Linked DNA regions of Mus musculus: all the other regions are linked to region 1. Evidence: chromatin contacts called from public Micro-C and promoter capture Hi-C data. All regions are on one chromosome and are shown on one strand. Each heading gives the region's core, a stretch centred on a gene start, on an enhancer-like site or on the middle of the called end of the contact. The rest is flanking DNA. Distances are from core to core; before and after follow the strand shown. Region 1 holds the start of Cebpe (CCAAT/enhancer binding protein (C/EBP), epsilon). Region 2 has its middle 26 kb from the start of Dad1. Region 3 holds the start of Abhd4 (abhydrolase domain containing 4). Region 4 has its middle 5.3 kb from the start of Jph4. Region 5 holds the start of Oxa1l (oxidase assembly 1-like).

Region 1 (3,926 bases), core at 456-2,955:
AACTGTTCTATTCTTAGGGCTGGAGAAAGAGTTCAAGGGTTCAGAGCACTCACTGCTCTTCCAGAGGACCTGAGTTTGACTCCAGGCATTCACACTGGGTGCCTCACAACTGCCTGTAATTCCAGCTCCAGGAGATCTGATGTCTCTGGCTTCCATGGGTACCTGGAAGTGTGCACACACATACACAAACACACACACACCACACACACACACACCACACACACCACACACACACACACACCACACACACCACACAAACACACACACACCACACCACACACACACATACCACACAACACAACACACACACACACAACACACACACACACTCACATACTTTAGAATAATGAAAATAAATTCATTTTAAAAATTCTGTCCCTCCCCCTAGAACATCTGTTTGCAATAAAAGAGCCAGGAAGGTATGGTAGCACAGCTATCAACTCAGCTCCGTGGAGAATGAAGCAGGAAGATGAGAGTTCAAGGCCAGGCTAGGCTAAAAGGGAGGCTCAACCTAAAAAAAAACAAACAACTGAAAAGTGACACACTTCTCATGTCTCTGTGTTCTTTTCTTGTCAGTAAATCCAGAACCGTGTCTGAAGCAGGGCCACAACCAAACTGGAGAGAGCAGGAAGTTCCGAACAAAACAGAAAAATGAACTTTGGGGGTTAGTAGAAGATCAAGAAGGGCGGGCAGGCAGCTACCAGCTTCTCCTTCGGACCCCGAAACAGCCCCAGGAAGAGGTGAGGACAAGAGAGAAGACTTCTCAAGCCTACAAGAGGAAGTGGACCCGAGAGACACGCACAGGTCAGAAAACAAGGGCCTGCATGCAGCTCAGGGCACAGGAAATAGGAGGCAGAGCCTCAGGCCAGCGCGGGTGGGGTCAGCCAGAACAGCTTTTAGGGTGGAGCAACTGGGACCTCCAGCAGATCCTTTCTGTTGGTTCTGAGGCTGCAGCTTGCCTGGGCCTGAGGTACAGGACCCATGTCTTGACCAGAAACCTCAGCTATGTCCTGGCAGCCCCGGACTGTGCCAGGCTGCTAGCCATAGCCAGATCTGGAGACATGCACACAAGCCCTGTGCAAAGACCTAACCGAAGAACCTTAATAGGGGCCCTCTGGAGGCAAAGGCAGGCAGAACTCTGTGAGTTCAAGGCCAGCCTGAGCTACATCGTGAGACCCTGTCTCAAAACTAGCAAATGGGCATACCCTGTACTAGGGCCAGGGGTAGCTTGGTCCTAGAATCTACTACTACTTCCCAAACCCTTCAAACAATGATGGTCTACACAGAGAAAAATGTCTTGGGAGGTGGGGCTACAGAAGGAACTGACTTACCCCGGGGTAGGTGGAGTTCAGGACTTGGGGGTGGGGGCGGGGAGGGGGGGGGACGGGACAGGGAGGAAGATGCATCAAGGGAGGAGTTTAGACCAAGTTGGCACTGGGGGAATGCTTTGTCTATTGGCTCTGGCTTGACACCTCACTCTGCACAGGTCTCTTTGGAAATCGGAGGAAGACAGATATTCAGAGAAGCTACTCTGGGCAAGGGATTAGAATCCCTTGAACTCGCAGGGCAAAAAGGGCCATTTTCTCAAACAGCAACTTCTGGACTGTGGCTGGGGCCTTCGCAAAGAGCGCCCTAACTGCTAAGCACCCCTCCCTCCGGGGTGTGCCCTGCCCCTCCCTTAGTCACCCCAAGGAGAGAGAGGAAAAGGGAAGAAAGGAAGAGGTACTGACTACAGAAGGAAAGGGAAGCAGAGGAGGAGAGAAGCCACGTAGGAGTTGGTGACGGAGAAGACCAGAGAGGGCAAACCTAGGGCAAATCTAGGACCGGGGGAGATCCAAGAAAGGGCAGGCTGAGCATCCCAACGGGCGGGCGCCCCCAGCACAGGACCCAGGGGCGGGGAGCCAAGGGGGCGGGCCGGCCATGTCCCACGGGACCTACTATGAGTGCGAGCCTCGGGGTGGCCAGCAGCCACTTGAGTTCTCAGGGGGTCGAGCTGGGCCCGGGGAGCTGGGGGACATGTGTGAGCATGAGGCCTCCATCGACCTCTCCGCCTACATCGAGTCTGGGGAAGAACAGCTACTTTCTGACCTCTTTGCCATGAAGCCAACGCCTGAAGCCCGAAGCCTTAAGGGCCCAGGAGCCCCCTCGTTTCCTCACTACCTGCCGGCTGACCCTCGGCCATTCGCCTATCCCTCACACACATTTGGCCCAGATAGGAAGGCTTTGGGGCCTGGCATCTACAGCAACCCAGGGAGCTACGACCCCAGGGCTGTGGCGGTGAAGGAGGAGCCTCGTGGGCCAGAGGGCAACCGAGGCACCAGTCGAGGCAGCTACAATCCCCTGCAGTACCAAGTGGCACACTGCGGGCAGACAGCCGTGCACCTCCCCCCGACCCTGGCAGCACCTGGCCAGCCCTTGCGTGTCCTCAAGGTAAGACCAAGGTAGCTCTCCCCGCTTCTTCCCCCCAGGGTGGAGCAAGGTGGGTGGTTGAGGGAATTCTGACTACTGGGCTTCCCTAACAAGTCTATGTTTGGTGCTCCTCTGTGAACATGCCCTACCCCAAGGTCCTGTTTCCCAACTCTGTGAATTTATTTCTTAGAACTCGGCTGTGTCCTGAAGACACTTGTAATAGCTGCTCTGCCCTGATCTCAGGCAGGACCAGGTTTCCTGCTGTGCACTATACCTCTTGCTTCTCTGCTGCCTGCTTTTGGATGAGGAAACATGGCTGACTAGAATTTTAGAACGGGAGACTTATTACAGACAAACCAAAGGGAAGGGAATAATGAGAGCATGATAGAAAGCTTTGGTCTCAGACCAAGGACCATATGTATCTGGGTTACGGTCCTTCACAGAGACAGGGAGATGGATGCCTGGGAGATCGGAGCTCTCTGGGAGTCCTGTATCCCTTTGAGGCCTCACATATGCTCTCCCTGCTGGGTTTCCTGCTTAGCCTTCACTCTGCCTCCTGGTGGACCCTCACCTCTCTGTCCCCCTTACCCTCCAGGCCCCTGTGGCAGCTGCTGCCCCTCCCTGCAGTCCCCTTCTCAAGGCACCCTCCCCTGCTGGCCCCTCACACAAGGGCAAGAAGGCAGTGAACAAAGATAGCCTGGAGTACCGACTGCGACGTGAACGTAACAACATCGCGGTGCGCAAGAGCCGGGACAAGGCCAAGAGGCGCATTATGGAGACTCAGCAGAAGGTCCTGGAGTACATGGCTGAAAACGAGCGTCTGCGCAACCGCGTAGACCAGCTCACTCAGGAGCTAGACACTCTGCGCAACCTCTTCCGCCAGATCCCTGAGGCTGCTAGCCTCATCAAGGGTGTCGGGGGCTGCAGCTGAGCCTGCCTGGCAGACTGTGGGCACCAGACCCTAAGGGCCCCGCCCACCCTTCTAGGTCCCCAGAGTCCTGAACAGGCCAAGCCTGAGACAGAGATCGTGGACAATGGCAGCCAGTAATTGGGAAGGTCGGGACCAAATGATTCTGTGGCTGAATAAACTGCACTGTTACTTGATGCTGAAGCTGTTCACTGGGTCTTGGGCCTGGGCCTGGTGGGAGGGGATACCCATGGAGGACCCCAAGGGCAGGGAATACATGTGGCTAGTCCACATAGTCTTGACTCCATGTCCAAATGAATGCCTAGAAATACTAACATGCCGCCCACGGCTGGCTCTGTCCATCACACCCTCCAGCCTAGCCTCAGCCTGTCCCTCTGCTTCTCTGTCACTTCACCTCCATGTCCACCCCACCTACCCACTTGGTCCTTTGTACATCGAGTGTGTGCTTGCTACCACCACAGTGCATGCCAGTGTCTGGAGCAGCCTCTGCATTCTGCCCTGAGAGAATCCTGGGGCTCTGATGACCCCAGTGCCACACAACTCCAGTGCCAGCCCCACTGGCCTAGGGCCTGCTCTCTGACTTTAGGCC
Region 2 (3,926 bases), core at 473-2,972, 480 kb after region 1:
TTGCTCCCACAACCTAAACCATGTTATTTGATCCACTTCACTCTCAAGTTCTGCCAGTCCCATCTTACGTCTGTCTGTGCTTCTTCCATCTGGTGTTTTCTTTATTTTTCCTTGGTTGATAAATTTAATGTGGATGTTTCAGAGAATGGAAGGAACTGGATGGTTTCAAAGTGGATTTCAGGAGGGCTTCAAAACTGGAATCCTGTGGCCTCTCTTTTTGTTTTTGTTTATTTCTGTTTATTTATTTATTTTGGAGACAGGGTTTTTCTGTGTAGCCCTGGCTGTCCTGGAACTCACTCTGTAGACTAGGCTGGCCTTGAACTCAGAAATCAGACTGCCTCTGCCTCCCAAGTACTGGGATTAAAGGCGTGCGCCACCACTGCCCAGCCCTGTGGACTCTGGAAGGGTGGTATGCTCACATTTCCAGGACAAACACACCCTAGGATATTGTAGGACACACTGGCTGGAGGAGGAATGCTTCTCAGAAAACCTGCCTTGAGGGGAGGTGCCTGGAGCGATTGTATCCTGCTACTACTGGCTCAAGGAATCCTACAATCAGGGAAGCCCCTGGGGTGCCAGAGAGGAGGGAAAAAAATGTGTCTCCTCACAGGTGATACAGTGAGAAGCATCAGGGGGGCCATGGGATACCGTGGGGTCCTGTGGTCCTGAAAAAACTGTGACCTTGCAAAAGCTGGAAGTCATGGAAGGAGTAACAGATGTGCGTGATAGAAGCTACTGGGGCCACAGTCACGGGCGAGGTGGGGGACCGCTGCTGAGCGGGGGACCTGGCGGGCCCCAAGCCTATGTGAGCGCCGGCATCCTCACGCAGCAGGCTGCTTTTATCGCAGCATGGGTGCATCCGAGCAAGCGCGCAGGATTATGGTCCATCCTTTCGCTCGTGCTGCCATCCCACTGCTTTGTGTCTGCCTGGGGATTTCGGTTCGCGAAGCATTAGCATACCATTATCTCCTCAGACAACAGGGAGAGAAGGTGGGCATGCATTCCGGTCTCCGTGTGAATAATGGAAAATGGAGAGAGACAGGGGAAAGTTAAATGTGCCACGAAGGACACTGAAGCTTACAGACCCTGCTTTGCCTGACCCCTGCCTGCCTGAGGACTGCCAGGAAGATATTAACAGAGGCCATAAAATTACAGCCATTACGTCTGTCTCCCATGCTCACACAGTGCCCGGACTGTCTGTGCCTTGACTTTAGGCAATCTTGAGTTTAATTTACACACACTGAGGTGCAGCAAACCCAGGCTTTCCAGCTGGATGCATTTTGACAGGCATCTACCCCGATGTGCCCATCATCCAGGTTCAGATCAACCGCCCCGAATTCCAAACCCTTGTTCTCCTTTCCCATCAGTCCTTTCTCCCTAGAGACACCTAGCATGTGAGTACCTGTTATGGGCGACCCCTTTGGCCATTTCTTAAACTTTAGTTGTATGGAGTCAGAGTCCCTGAAACCTGACACAGTGTCTGCCCTTTAACAGGTATCCCGCTGGAAGAAAGCCTTCGTTTCTAAACTACCTGAGAGAATGTTGGTACAAAGAGGAGAACTGAGGCTGCGGGTTTACAGGCTACAGAGTGAAGTCATGGATCCTGGGCCTGCCGGGCCCCATATTCCATCTCCTGGCTTCCAACAGGGTAGTTTCTTTCTGGGTTTCTCTTGTAGCTAGGTCTCCTAAACCTGGGTAGGCAGTGCCCCCTGCTGCCTGAAGGCCTGACCCTAGACTCTTTGCAGGCAGAGAGGATCACACAAGTCTGGAGTCCAGTGACTGGCACAGGGCAGGACCCTGTGAAACAGAAGCCACTTGTCATTTTATTTTCCTTTGGAAAGAGTTTTTCCGTAGGATGCAGGGATTTTCTTTATCCCGAATAAACACGCCGAGGGAGAAAGCCTTTTGGTGGAGTACTGCTGCCCCCGTGTGGCTACCTTAAGACACTACAACAGAGTGGGACTCCCAAGACGAAAGTTTTTCAGGTTTCAGGTTCTGCGACTTCCTAGGACCCTGAGAGACAGATGTCCACTAGGGTTATCTCTTGACACTTAAATTTCCTCCTGGAGTGGAAATGAGAGCGAATGGGGCTTCTTGTGGAAGGTATCTGTTGGGGAACGAGCCTTAGCTGTGTGTGTAGGCAGCTGCCTCTTTCACAACCTGTCCAGCACAAGCTGGACTGGACATAGACTTTCTCCCTTGAACTAAGTATATAGACTTGTCTAATTTGAGGGCAATAGAGGTCAGGGGAGGGGGACTTCTTGGGAGTGGAGCCGCAGTGCCTCCCCAGCCGGCTGCTGTGAATGGGTGTTACCACCAAGACCTGCAAGCCCCACCCAATGTGCTCTCCGTGGCCTTCTTTTCTGCACCTGTGGTTGGGCTGCGGTGTAACGGCCCAGCCTACCTCTTCTGGGCACGTGGCCCGGAGAGATCTTATCTCTAACTCTGTATTTTTAACTCCTCTTTCCAGAGGATGTGGCTTCTGCGGGAGAGCTTCAAAGGGGGACCTGTTTGCCCATGTCAGCAGCCGTGACGTCATGGAAGTGGGAGGCTGTTCAGACCCAAACACCTGGAGGGAAGTGGGAAACTTTTTCCATTTCCTGTTCTACTTCTGGCTATTGATTCACTATCTGACCAGCTTACCCATTTCAGGGTGCAGCTGTCTGTGTGATTCTTGGAGGAAATCCTATGCCTTGTGTGTCTGTATGAAAGGAGACAGCTGTGTTACCCATGTGGCTTTTACCCAAAGCAGGGCTGGCGATCCTTCAGACTGCCCCCCACCCCACCCCACCCCCACCCGTAGCCAGTACATGCAAGAGTTACAGTATTTGACAGGTCTCTCACACTCACCTCTGGGAAATATCCCTCGGGGACCCAGACTTCAATCTTGTCCAGGGCGGGGTGGGCTGGATATAGACTTCCTGCTTTGTAAACCGGAAGCCCTTCTTCCCACATGTTGCTCGAGGAACTAGGTTTCAGTGGGTTTGTGTGGGTCACTGGGGAAACTGAAATGGACATTAAGTGACCTTTGGCCCTGGATGCTGGTTCTCATGTAGGACCAGAGTCTTTAGACTTTTAGAAGCCAGTGTTTCCTGGTAACTGTCCTGCAGGATTCAGTCAACAGTCATGAAGCTAATGTGAGTCTGAACTCTTCAAGGGCGCACCACTCAAGCTCTGATTATTCTAATAGTTTTTGCCAAGCTACTCTATTCCTTGCAAAACCGAGACAGTGGCTCACCTGGCCTCTGTTAACGCCACTACGTTCCCTCTCCAGCTCAGGTCCCTCCCAGTGACTGTGTTGACCGTCATGATGTCATCTGTTGGTATCTGTTGGGTGCAAGGTACTGCACTAGGTATGGAGGAGCTACTGGTGAGCAAGGTATTCCTCCTATCCGAAGGGTCATCTATAGTCCCTTGCCAACATGTCACCTGGTAATAAAACACTATTAGATTTGATATTAGACATGAGCTTTGGGAGTTGGATTTTATGGTATACCCCAAACAAAAATGAGACAAAACTAAACCCTTGAAGCCTCAGGGGGTGGCCTGAGTGGTCAGAGCACACACCTGTCCAGCCTGCCTGTTTCTGGACTGAACTGTGACTCCAGCTGCACCGGACAACGTTGCAGAACACTTTCCACAGTTCTAGCCTTGGAACGTGAAGGGTCCGTTTTTTTTTCTGCCTTCAGAGCTGGCCTGCAGAAAACCCCTTAGGGAGTAAGGGCATTTATCTAGACTCTAGAGATACCCATTTTACAGCTGGCCCTGGCAAGGAGTTTGCTGGGCTATGGGTGCCTTCTCTTCGGGAGTTGGTCCAGACTGGTCTGGGAGCAGTGGCAGCCTTGTGACCATTGTCATGTCTTCAGGTTTCCTCAGTAGCCTCTTCCAGACTAAGCAGTGAGAGACCCAGAGTCCGACGTCGAAGA
Region 3 (3,926 bases), core at 507-3,006, 450 kb after region 1:
TTTCAGGTTGTAAAACTAGGAGAAAACTTGCCTATGTCCTAGAGTAAAACTGGTAACTTATCCTACTTTCCCTTTCACACCCAGTGACTCAGCCACTGAAGAGCAGAGGTGCCAAGCACTGGCTCTGGAGTATACAGAACTCCTGGGTCTGAACTATAGACCCACAAGTGAGGAACGGAAGGGGTTGAGGTCCAGACATACAGTGAACCTTGACAGGTGCCTGCCACAAATGTAGTTCTTGTTCTACCTTTCCTGTCTTGCATGCTTTCTCTCTTTTTGTGAACTCTGCCTAGGTGAAGGTAAGAGGATGGTTGCAGCAAGGGCTTGTGGGTTTGAGCAGGAGAAGATGATGGCATCCTTGGCGGAACCATCCCAGCTACTCATAGCATACACAATGGGCACCCTGAGTATCATGGGAACTCGCTGGATGAAGCACCAATACCTAGACCACAGATCTTGGCCAGTCTCAAAAGAGAGACTTCCTCTTTGCATTGTAGGCTATAACAAGTCAGACCATGACACCTGAACGAACCCCACACATCTCTAACTCTGGACAGCAGAGCTCAAGAGAAATGCTTCCCTATGAGACAGCAACACTGGCAGCAGTCCACACAGGCCTGGAAGGGGTGGGGGTTGGGGGACAGGGAGCTATGGGCACAGCTTGGCCTTTCTTCTGTACAAACAATCCAGAAAGAGAAAAGGCAACAGTGCCTGTCACACTGTGTGTCAGTGCTATTAGGGAGGTGAGAGCTGAGGTGGGAGAGTGAGGCAAGCAGCCTCTTAACATTGAGCAAGTCTCTGAATTTCTATGGGCATCCGCATCTGTTGCTTTATTTGTAAAACGGAGCTGAATGACCTGAGTCTTCTTTGGCTCTAGTGCCGTTTCCCGCAAGTCACTGTAGGCACCATAAATTTCCTCTTAGAAAGCAATACTCTTCTTGGGCAGTTCTTTTAGGTCCCTTACACGATTGTTTACTATTGATACAAAGTTATTTCGTTGTTCTGCAGATCCAAAAGGACAAATATTAGGTCAAGGGAAGGCCCTGTTCCTGTGAAACCCTTGGAGCTGAGTCATTCTCCTCTAAGCAACTTTTTCCCGATCCTGTTAGACCACCATCACACAGGTGGCATCTCAAACTTGATGGCCTTGGGCGAGCAGTAACCACATCCCAATCTAACAAACCTACTTCTGAAACCACGGCAGTAAGCATGTGTTTATGATTAAGAACACTATCAACTAGGATTGCAAGCAGAACGTAAAGGCGGCCAAGGGCTAAAGGAATTTGCAAGCCAGTTCCACACTAATTCCATCGCAGTGGAGACTTCTCCTACCCATGCCTTGTCCTTCAAGGGCTTTTCACACCCACGACTTTAGTTCCGGGCAAGTCTCCACAAGCACCACGTCCGCATCGGGAAGAGCTAGCTTATTCCTCGTGCTTTACCACTAATCTAACTGGGCTACCAGAGGGGCGATCGCGAAGACTAGTGGAAAGTCAGAGTCCCCAGGCTGAACGCAAGCTTAACCCTCAACACTCTCCCAGCTCCGCAGCCTTCTCATCTCTCAGCGCTCCCGGGGCTCCTGAGCGCAACCCATCCCTCCCTGGAAGCCAACCTGAAAGGAAAGGCGGGGAGTCTGAAGCTGTCCGCAACTACAGACAGTCCCCGGATCCTGGCCCGGACAGATAGAGACAGAAAGAGAAACGGACAGGAGTAACTCACTGCTGCTCCAGATCATCAGCCATAGTAAACAAGCCCTGCCGGGTCGAGCTGAGCCAGCCCATCCCTCCGCTCGACGCCAGAACCAGCTGACCCAGGGAAGTATCGGATAACAAAGGGGGCGGGGCCGGAGGCGGGGCCTGGGTCGCTAGCGGGGTTCTAGCGGGCAAAGTTGGCAGACCAACCGACTCAGCACATGGACAGCAATCAGTTGGGTGCTTCCTTCTGTTTGCTCCCTCTGGCCTGCGTCCAGGCTGAACACTACGGTCCCACAAAAGTAGGCTCCTTAATCCGGATCACATCCCTTTGGGGGACAGTGAGGGAGACAGGAAGACAGGTAGTTTAAAACTCAAAGTTCCTCACTGGAATGCCACCAGCCCCGCCTCCACACCTCCTTCAATTAAAGAGTGAAGGAACTGCTTTGCCTCTTGCTCACGTTCTCAAGCTTCCCTCTGTATCTCAGGTCACAGACGCTTCATCTGCCTTGGTAGTCCTATGGAAATGGTTTAGATGTCCGTGGAGTCATAAGGGTGCTTCCTATAAAAGGGCCTCGGATATTGTAACCCAAGATTTCCCGGTTCCAGAAATACAAAAAGCATGCTGCCTAGTTAAATTTTAGACAGCAAAGTTTAAAGCTAAGTAGGCTCCCTGTAGTATTTGGGGCATCCTGTATTCACAGCTCTAAGATGAGGGGTGACACCTGTCAGCATAAGCATTTCTCTGTTCTGGGGATGTCTTGCCTCAACCTACTTTCCAAGGAAAAAGTAGCAGTATCCTGCTTCCTTCCATTCGGTGGACCTCCCAGAGGAGGGCCAGTTAAAGGCCTAACGCATAAGGCTGGGCGTGATTAGGTATGTGGATATAAGATTAAGGATGTGGGATGTGAAGTGACTTAACCCAGAAGTTTTGAGCACATTTCAGGCTGGCTCGGCAGAGAGGCGGGACACATCTTGAAGCTGGCTTCAGAATTCACTTGAAATGGCAAAGGGGGTGTGGCATCCCTGGAGCCGCTCCCTTTCTGATTATCCACTGCAGTAGTTTAATCATACTTAAGGGGAAAGAATCTACTGAGGACTCTCTCTCTCTCTCTCTCTCTCTCTCTTACACACACACACACACACACACACACACACACACACACACGTCAAGGTGTATGTGTCCTGGGTTGGCCTCACATTGGATGTGTATCTGAGGATGATCTGTGCTTCCGAGTCTCCTGTTTCTATCTCTGGAGTGCTGGGATTATAGGGTATTCTGCCAGGCTTGTTGATTCAGGATTGTGGATCGAACCCAGGGCTTTCTGCTTGCTAGCTAGGCACTTTAGCAGTGGAGCTATGTTCCTAGTCCTACAGTATTTTTCTTTGGTCTTCTTGAAAGACCGAAGAGAACCTGAGATTTATTCTTTCCAGAAACACAATGTTAAACTGATCATTATAAGGGTTTAAAGTTGAAGAGAACTGGAATTTTCAGAAATGTCCATCCATGATTTTAGCCAAGCTCAGTGGTCCCACAATTCACTATACACAGTCATTGGGTAGGCTTGATAACAACGCAGCCTCCTGATTGCCATCCTCAGAATCTAATTCAGTTAGTTTGGTTTGAGGCTAGAAAGCTGCTTTTTTTTTTTTTTTTTTTTTTTTTTTGCATTGAAGGTGCTGGTGTTCCAGAAGACACACTAGTTAAACAAATAGAACCCATGGCCAGAAGTCTGGGTTAAGTTCAAGTTCTTAGCTTTGTCATTTATTTCCTGATCTTGGGCAAGTCATTTTGTCTGGCTGCTGCTGCTTCTGGAGTGTGTGGCTTGTGAGAATTCACTAAGGCAATTCAAAGAAGATTTAGCATATGTACTTTAACAATGATGTATCTTATGTCCAAAGCCAAACATTATGTTACACAAAGAATCCAATGATAAAAAGAAAGGAAGTCATCTTTTTTGGTGGTCCCCCCCCACAGACTCCCCAGGCTGGTTTTGGAGAGCTGGCAACTATGTAGTCAGAACTTAGTTCAAACTTCCCTCCTTCTAAAAGAGACCCCCATCATCAGGGCACCACATGACTTTAGTTTATTTTCCTCAGAACACCATTTTAAAAGGCTCTTGCATAATCCATACTCATTTGCCCCTCCTCCAGAAATTAAGTTTCAGGGGGGAGTCTTGTCTGTTTAGCACCCTGCTTTGCTCCCTGCCCACAGCAAGGTATGTGCTTGGCACT
Region 4 (3,926 bases), core at 829-3,328, 410 kb before region 1:
CTGTGATTGCTGTCTCTGGACAAAGGACTCACACAAGGCAAAGGGAGAATAGGTCTCTACTGTCCCCTAGGACAGAAGGAAAGGTTTCCTAACCTAGAAACATATTCTCCTGCTTTAGGGTGAGTGGGTGGGTGGGTGGGTGGGTTGGTTGGTTGGTTGGTTGGTTGGTTGGTTCGTTGGTTTGATACAGGGTCTCCTGTAGCTCCCTGGCCTTCAACTCTTGTGTAGTAGAGGCTGGCCTTGACCTCCTGATCCTCCTGCCTCCACCTCCTAAGTGCTGAGGTCACAGGCACGTATCACCATGCCTGTATTCATTTATTCTTGGCATACCACTTCAAACAGTTGTTCTCATTTTTCTTCGAAGATGTCACCCCCCCTCCCAATTTTCTATTTTCATCTGCAAGTCAACAAGATGGTAATCAGTCTTAACACCTGCTTGTTTTTCATTTAACAAGGAAATTCTGCGAGGAGCAGCAGTTGCTGCTGCAAAAGGTGAAAATTCCCCCCTGGGAAAGCAGATAGGTGAACCGCAGGGCCATAGGAAATGCTAGAAACCAGAATCTGAAGTCTGAAGCCATTTCTACATTTATCCCTGCATAATTGAAGTTTCTAGATTTTTAACTTGTATTTTATTATTATTATGTGTACATGATAGGGGGTGGGTGTGTATGTGGTGGCGTATGTGTGGAGATCACAGAACACGTTTGTAACAGCAATTCTATCCTTCAATCTTTATATTGGTTCTGGGAACTCAAGCTGACATGGAAGGCTTACACAGTAAGTCCCTTTCCTGGTTCAGTCATCTCTCTGGTTCTGTATAATTGTGTTTTTAACACCAGTCCTCTCTGGCTACCTCCTCCTCTCCTTCCAGCTGCTAAGTGAACTTGAGTAATGATCAAAACTCACTGAATCTTCCTCTTACCTACATGTACAAATACAAACGACTAGTATGAAATAAGATTAAACCCTCCTATTGGGATTTGGAGTGTTTGGAATTTTTCTCTTCATTTTCTGATATGTTGAGCCTTCAGGCACTCTAGGTCCCAGATCCTCTTTCTTCTACAGAGCAAACTTGTATTACACCAACTAAGGCTACCTCCCAGCCATACTTGCCCAGGGTGAAAGATTTAGATGGAGCAAGATTTAAAGCTTTATCCTGGTAGTAAGTGGTCTTGCTGGCTGCTACCTCTGGCATTTGGCCCAACACTCAGGACTCAAAGGCACAGGCTCCAAGACCATTTAGCCTGAGATCAGCCTTTTCCCTCCTAATCCTCCACTACACACCAGCCACTTAATTTGCCCCAGTACCTATATAGGTAAGTATCCAAATCCATCCTAGCCCCCACTGAATATCCCTTCCTTTCTCCATCGAATCCCAGGGAAAACCCAGGCTCTTTCCTAGTTCCTCTGGGTGGTTAGAAAAGTCCAGTCCCTTAGCCTGGCCCCCAAGAACACCATGTTCCAACCCCCTATGCTCTTTACAATCGCCACAGGAAATGAAGAGGCTTAGGACGGAGGAAAGATATGATAAAATCCTGGGCTGCCTGAGGCATGAATCTCATAAAAGCTATTGTTTTTTCCCCAGAGAGGAAGGCTCTATGCGTTCACTATTCACAGAAATTGAAAGGGTTCACAGTTCGTCGGAACCATCCTTAGCTCCCTCAGCTCAAGGCTGTCAAGTTAAAATTCCTGCTGTACGGTGAGCTCGGTCCTACAGAAACATGTACAGAGACAAAGCAAATTCCGTTCTCTTGGCAGTGTGGCTTCTGCCAGCCAATTAAACAGAGCCTGGTTTTATTAAAGGTGTTTTTAATACAGATGTGAAGCATGGGGGTTAGAAAAGGAAGCACTCAGAAGGATGCATGCCAGAGCATGCATGTGGGTTTCTCAGAGTCCGGGCTATCTAGCTCCCTGCTCATCAAGCTGATAAACACTGGTGCAGCCAAACAGGGAAGGATACCTTTTGCAGAGCATTCTGGAATCGTGATCTGGCAAGTAGAGGTTTAGCTGTGCCACCAGCCAGCAGCGGTCAGACGGAGGAAATGCAGTGTCTGGCTGCCAGCCATTCCTGCTCTCTCCCAGAGTCAGGATCTCTAGCCCCATCCTGACCCCTGGTGGCTGCCCTTTAGATGAGGCATGGGACTGCCAAGTTCCTCCCTGAGCTAGGAGCCATAGCTACCTGATTCTAGAAAAACGGCCCTAAGCCCAGCTGGGATTCCTAAGAATGACAGGTTTCCTGTGGCCTCTTCAGGAGAGTCTGTTCTGCTGTAGCCATCAGATATTTTCTCAGTAGAAGCCTAGCAATCAAAAAAGGGTGGCAGGGGTGGGCTGGTGAGATGGCTCAGTGGGTAAGAGCACCCGACTGCTCTTCCGAAGGCCAGGAGTTCAAATCCCAGCAACCACATGGTGGCTCACAACCATCCCTAACGAGATCTGACTCCCTCTTCTGGAGTGTCTGAAGACAGCTACAGTGTACTTACATAGAATAAATAAATAAATCTTTAAAAAAAAAAAAAAAAAAAAGGGTGGCAGGGGGAGGAGGAGGGGGGAGTTCCAAGCATGTAAATTAATATACATAGGCACATAGGTGTTATGCAGAACAGCCAATAAAATCCAGGGTGCAATCAGAACAGACCAGCATTCTCTTGCATAGTTGCTGAGGGTACAAATTCACACTACCTTTCTAGAAGCATTCCTGGCAAAATAAAGCCAAAAATCTTAAAAAGGTATTTCTAACCCAGAATCCAGTAATTATACAGTTAAGGACTTATCTTCAGGCTGGAGCTGAGGGGGAAAATCCTATTTCAGAATGCGGCCTGATGGTTTTATATGCATGTACCTCATGGTTCGGAAACTGAGGCAGGAGGAACACCGTCAAGGCCAACAGGAGCTACAAAGGTGGAAAAACTTGCCTCAGAGTAACAAAACAACAGACCAGTGTAAGTATCCCAAAACTTGACATCAGAAAAGAGAAAACGAAATTAGGCAAGAGTAATTGCTTGCTAGAGTAATTGTTGATCCGCTTGGGTAAGGGGGTACACGGAAGTTCTTCCATTCATTTTTGTCCCTGGCATGTGTTTGAAATTTTTCATGACAGGGACTGTGAGAAGACTGGGCAGATCAAGGTATTCACCTTGCAAGCCTAATGATTTACATATGAGCCCCAAATCTCCTGTGGAAAGACAAAACCAACTCCACAAAGACGTCCTCCAACCTCGCATGAGCCTGAGACATGTGCACTCACAAGCACACGAAAATACACGCATTGGGGTTTTTTTTTTAATTTTCATGGAAATTTTTTTAAATGTCAGACAGAAATGGAAAGATTTCTCCACAAACATTAGCTTTGGGTTTTTGTTTTGGTGGTGGTGGGTTTGGGGAGGGGGGCTGCTGTTGGTAGTTTGTTTCTCTGTGTAGTCCTGGCTGTCCTGGAATTTACCATGTAGACCAGGCTGCCCTTGAACTCACAGAGCTCCACCTGCCTCTGCCTCTAGAACAATGGGACTAAAGATGTGTGCCACACCACCCAGCTTATATGTGCATATTTCTGCTATTAAAAAGTAATATGGATGGCTGAAGAGATGGCTCAGTGGTTAAGAACACTGACTGTTCTTCCAGAGGTCCTGAGTTCAATTCCCAGCAACCACATGGTGGCTCACAACTATCTGTAATGGGCTCCGATGCCCTCTTCTGGTGTGTCTTATAACATTAAATAAATAAATCTTAAAAAAAAAAAAAAGTAATATGGAGTCTGATATGGTGGCGCAGAACTTTGATCCCAGCACTCAGAAGGCAGACGCAGGCAGTTATCTAGGAGTTTGAGGCCAGCCTGGTCTATATAGTCAGCTCCAGGGTAGCTGGGGCTACATAGTGAGCTCCAGGCCAGCCAGGGACTACATAGTGAGACCCTTACTTGAAAGACCACA
Region 5 (3,926 bases), core at 622-3,121, 350 kb after region 1:
ACTGACTACATCCCAAGACATGGCTCAGGGGCTAAGAGCTCCAGCAGAGGATCCATTTTCCGTCGTTAGCACCCTTGTAGAGCAGCATACAGCCACTGGTAACTCCAGCCTCAGGCTCTCTAATGGGCACTCATGTACACATGCACACCGTCACACACACACACACACTCATAACACAATATGATAAATCTCTCTGAGAAAAATCCTACACAGGCTTCTAAGAAACAGTATTCAAAGAATCACACAGATCACAAACACACAAACTCACAATCACATTTCACTTTATTGGCTTACCACCACTCCTCTGGTAGTGTCTTGAATATAATACAAAATTTAATTAATTAGTTAAATTTATTTATTTATTTATTTATTTTGGTTTTTCGAGACAGGGTTTCTCTGCATAGCCCTGGCTGTCCTGGAACTCACTTTTTAGACCAGGCTGGCCTCGAACTCAGAAATCTGCCTGCTTCTGCCTCCTAAATGCTGGGATTAAAGGCGTGCGCCACCATGCCAGGCAAATTTAATTTTTTTGTTGTTTTGTTTTTTGTTTTTAGAGACAGGGTTTCTCTGTGTAGCCCTGGCTGTCCTGGAACTCACTTTGTAGACCAGGCTGGCCTCGAACTCAGAAATCCACCTGCCTCTGCCTCTCAAGTGCTGGGACTAAAGGCGTGCGCCACCAACCGCCAGGCTTAATTTTTTTTTATCTTGTGTGTGTGATGTATGTAGGCATGCATGCCACAGCATGTGTGGAAGTCAGAGATGAACTTTGTGTGGCGCCTTCTTCCTTCATTATTTATTTATTTATTTTTTTTCATTTTTGAGACAAGGTCACACTACACAGCTCTATGTTGACCAGGCTGGTTTTGAATTCAGAGATCTATCCATCTCTGCCTCCCAAGTGCTGGGGTTACTAGGATTGTGCCACAACCTGCTCCACCTTTACTTGGGTTCCAGGGTTGGCACTCGGTTTACCAGGGTTGCAATAGCAAGAGCTTTTGTACAGCAGGGTCATTTTGCCTGCCCTACAAATTTCTCAGCACTTTTAGGCATTTCCTCACTGAGTTGCCTGAGATGAGAATCTACTTCTACTCCAAACAGGTTAATATTAGGAGGAACTTAGGAGGAGTGTGAGAACTCTGCTACACATTCACTGTCTCCCGCAAAACAAAACAAACAAAACAACACAGAACCAAAAGAAAGGGGCCAAGAAGTCGTGCTCCTTTCCTCAGCGGGAACCTCTTACCTGGGCTTCTGCAAAGAGGGTGGCAGATGTACTGATGCAGCGAGGAGTGAAGACGGCGAGAAGAGCACAGGGTGGCCGCCCGTTACCCCGGCGGGCTGCGAGGAGCTCGGCGGCCAGCGGTCTCAGGGACACTGCGACGCTATGGTACTGACCATGTGAAAGGAAGGGAAGGCCTTGAGTCCCAGCCGACCCGCCTCTCCCGCAGACAGCCTGCGGTTGCAGCAGTGGGGCGCTGCAACTCTGCTCGCACAGACTACAGGCCCCGAAGCCATGCACTGGAGCGTGCAGGGTGCAGCTCCGGTTAGGGTCTCCCGCATCCTGTTACCGAAGCCCGGGGACGGGGCCCAGAGGTCACGGCTCAGGGTCGCAGGCAGTTTCCAAACAGCTACAGAGAAACCAGGCCACCAACCCCGGGACGTAACCCGGTGGTGCCCTCACGCGACCGGAGGTCATGACTCGCAGGTCGCAGTGACCAGGTCAGCATCTGCTCGTGACCTCAGCTCAGGTGACAAGGACAAGGCAGCATCCCCGCGCTTTGGACGGAACCTTACCGAACGCTGGGGTCGTAGGAGTCGCAGAAGCTGCCAGCGACCGCACACTAAATTCCTCGCCATCTTGCCGGGAAGAGGGAACTTACTCTCGCGCACGCGCACTCAGAACTTTGACGCTGCGGGGGAGGCCATTTTGGAAATGGGCAGGCAGTCAGACCTGACGTCACAGATCAGGTAGTGAGGGAGAATGAAGACAGGCGATGGTATTTGAAGTGGTTTAAAAAAGTCAAGATTCCGCAGAGATTGAAACTAAGAGACAGAGGCAGGCGGATTTCTGAGTTCGAGGCCAGCTTGGTCTACAAAGTGAGTTCCAGGACAACAGCCAGGACTATACAGAGAAACCCTGTCTCGAAAATCAAAAAAAAAAAAAAAAAAAAAAAAAAAAAAGAAAAGAAACTAAGAGACAGGATGCGCTGTTAAGTGGCAGTGTAAACATAGCATATTTCCTGTTTTCCCTTCCATTTCCCAAACTGTAATTGTTCCCTGGGTTAAAATAATTCTTGGATTAAAAATGGCCTTTACTCTTGGAATAGTGCCTCAAATCTATAATCCCAGCATTTGGGAGGCGGAGGCAGGAGGATTGCCTAAAATTCGAGGTGAATCTTGGTTACCTATTGTGTTTAAGGCTAGCCAGGACTGCAGAGAGACCCTGCCTGTCACAAGAAGATAATGAATAAACAAAATCTCAAACTAGAATTAACCCCACAAACAGGCAAACCAGAAAGGCGAAAACAATAGCTTTTACATCTGTGCTTGGCGTGGGTTTTTTCTTACTGCAAGGTAATATTGTAATTACAGATCCAATGAAATTTGAAAGTAGCCTGGAATCTGACAAAGCTATAGGGAAGGCAGTTTCCGGGAAATAACCGAGGAAACTAAAGATGAAAGTTGAACTTGATGTCTTGGATCTGTTGTCTCAAGATTGTTACTATCTATTTGTAGATTTTGTTGTGTATTTTTTGAAACTAAAAGCTTCCCTAAAGCATAAATTGAAATAAGGTGGGTATGGTGCTGCACGCCTGTGATCCCAGCACTGAAGAGGAAGCTGACTCAGGTAAGTGGTGAGTTCAAGGCCAGCCAGGGTTAAAAATGGAGACCTTATCTTAAAAAAAAAAAGTAATGTGAAAAATAAATTACTGCTCAGGAAGGAGGGGGTTGATCACATATACTTCTTCATATGCTACTAGATACTTTGGAGGAATAAAAACTTATTTATTTCATAGATGTCGTGTGTTGTATGAGTGTACATTCTCGGAGGCCAGAAGAGGGATGGAGTTAGAGGTGTTTGTTGCATAAGTGTTGGGATCTGAACTCTGGTATTCACCATGGTGCAGCAAATAGTCTTAACCGCTGAGCCATATCCAACCCCGAAATTTGCGACTTTTATTTTGGAGAGAGAGAGAGAGAGAGAGAGAGAGAGAGAGAGAGAGAGAGAGTGTGTGTGTGTGTGTGTGTGTGTGCGTGCACATATTCTTATGTATGTACATAGCAGCTCACAACCACATACACCTCCAGTTCCAAGAGTTCTGACACCTTTGTCTGTCTCTATGGATACTAGGCAAGTGTGTGGTACAAATACATATAAGCAAGCACAACACTCATATATGCATGCCTAAATGTCTGTCTGTCTATCTATCTATCTATCTATCTATCTATCTATCTATCTATCTATCTATCTATCTATCATCTATTGTCAGATGTGGTGGGAACAGGCCTTTAATATCAGCATTCAAAAGGCAGAGACAGATGTCTTTCTGTGAGTTTGAGACCAGCCTGGTCTACACAGTGAGTTCTAGGACAGCAAGGACTGCATAAAGAAAGTCTGTCTCAACAAACAAGCAAAGCAAAAATCAAACAAAAATCTTGGAAAATTTTATCTTTTTTGTTTAGGCAAAATTAAATATTACTTTAAGGAAGACAATACACGCTAACAATTTCAACAATGTAATAGTCACATTATTTAATATCTGATAAAATTTAATAAGCATGATGTTCAATAAAAAATGAACAGAGCTAAAAAAAAAAAATCAGGGCTGGAGAGATGGTTCAGTTAACCTGAGTGTGATTCCTCACACTCATACAGTGGGCTCAAAACAGTCTCTATTTCCAAATCCAAGAGATTTGATGCTCTC

The links. Promoter capture Hi-C pulls out the DNA fragments that hold promoters and counts their contacts. Hi-C and Micro-C count contacts between places; a contact is called where the count stands out from the background.
Region 2: a contact with region 1 is called in a Micro-C map of embryonic stem cells, with 2.1 times the contacts expected there. The contact joins the enhancer-like site here to the promoter of Cebpe in region 1. A contact is called at or near these places in 11 of 39 promoter capture datasets (the 3T3-L1 cell line, the C10 cell line, HPC-7-derived erythroid cells and 6 more), 3 of 15 datasets of contacts at CTCF or cohesin (embryonic stem cells, large pre-B cells and stem cell-derived epiblast-like cells), 22 of 484 Hi-C or Micro-C datasets (the G1E-ER4 cell line, the MNK3 cell line, the N1E-115 cell line and 7 more), 5 of 115 datasets of contacts at active chromatin or transcription factors (T-cell acute lymphoblastic leukemia, embryonic stem cells, large pre-B cells and 2 more) and 1 of 9 other capture datasets (embryonic stem cells).
Region 3: a contact with region 1 is called in a promoter capture Hi-C map of pre-B cells. The contact joins the promoter of Abhd4 here to the promoter of Cebpe in region 1. A contact is called at or near these places in 13 of 39 promoter capture datasets (the 3T3-L1 cell line, the C10 cell line, the SN4741 cell line and 10 more) and 3 of 115 datasets of contacts at active chromatin or transcription factors (bone marrow-derived macrophages, large pre-B cells and memory CD8 T cells).
Region 4: a contact with region 1 is called in a promoter capture Hi-C map of trophoblast stem cells, with 2.8 times the contacts expected there. The contact joins the enhancer-like site here to the promoter of Cebpe in region 1. A contact is called at or near these places in 17 of 39 promoter capture datasets (the 3T3-L1 cell line, the C10 cell line, the SN4741 cell line and 10 more) and 1 of 484 Hi-C or Micro-C datasets (embryonic stem cells).
Region 5: a contact with region 1 is called in a promoter capture Hi-C map of fetal liver, with 6 times the contacts expected there. The contact joins the promoter of Oxa1l here to the promoter of Cebpe in region 1. A contact is called at or near these places in 4 of 39 promoter capture datasets (fetal liver, liver, pre-B cells and 1 more) and 1 of 115 datasets of contacts at active chromatin or transcription factors (pro-B cells).

What each region holds. Positions count from the first base shown.
Region 1 is chr14:54,709,953-54,713,878 of GRCm38.p6, reverse strand. Cebpe (CCAAT/enhancer binding protein (C/EBP), epsilon) reads left to right here and starts at 1,705. Exons shown (of 2, transcript NM_207131.1): 1 at 1,705-2,430; 2 at 3,005-3,516. The coding sequence starts at 1,921. The coding sequence ends at 3,340.
Region 2 is chr14:54,226,092-54,230,017 of GRCm38.p6, reverse strand. No RefSeq gene overlaps it. Among named protein-coding and RNA genes, the nearest start is that of Dad1, 26 kb to the left of the region's middle. Within about 2 kb of position 1,722, at least 251 of the 459 cell types and tissues checked have an H3K27ac peak or open chromatin away from gene starts, as enhancers often do. A contact at or near this core is called in the G1E-ER4 cell line, the MNK3 cell line, T-cell acute lymphoblastic leukemia and 9 more, where this site is marked.
Region 3 is chr14:54,257,113-54,261,038 of GRCm38.p6, reverse strand. It overlaps Abhd4 (abhydrolase domain containing 4), which reads right to left and starts at 1,756. Exons shown (of 7, transcript NM_134076.3): 1 at 1,720-1,756. The coding sequence starts at 1,742.
Region 4 is chr14:55,120,298-55,124,223 of GRCm38.p6, reverse strand. No RefSeq gene overlaps it. Among named protein-coding and RNA genes, the nearest start is that of Jph4, 5.3 kb to the right of the region's middle. Within about 2 kb of position 2,078, at least 20 of the 459 cell types and tissues checked have an H3K27ac peak or open chromatin away from gene starts, as enhancers often do. A contact at or near this core is called in trophoblast stem cells, where this site is marked.
Region 5 is chr14:54,358,786-54,362,711 of GRCm38.p6, reverse strand. It overlaps Oxa1l (oxidase assembly 1-like), which reads right to left and starts at 1,871. Exons shown (of 10, transcript NM_026936.3): 1 at 1,795-1,871; 2 at 1,244-1,390. The coding sequence starts at 1,857.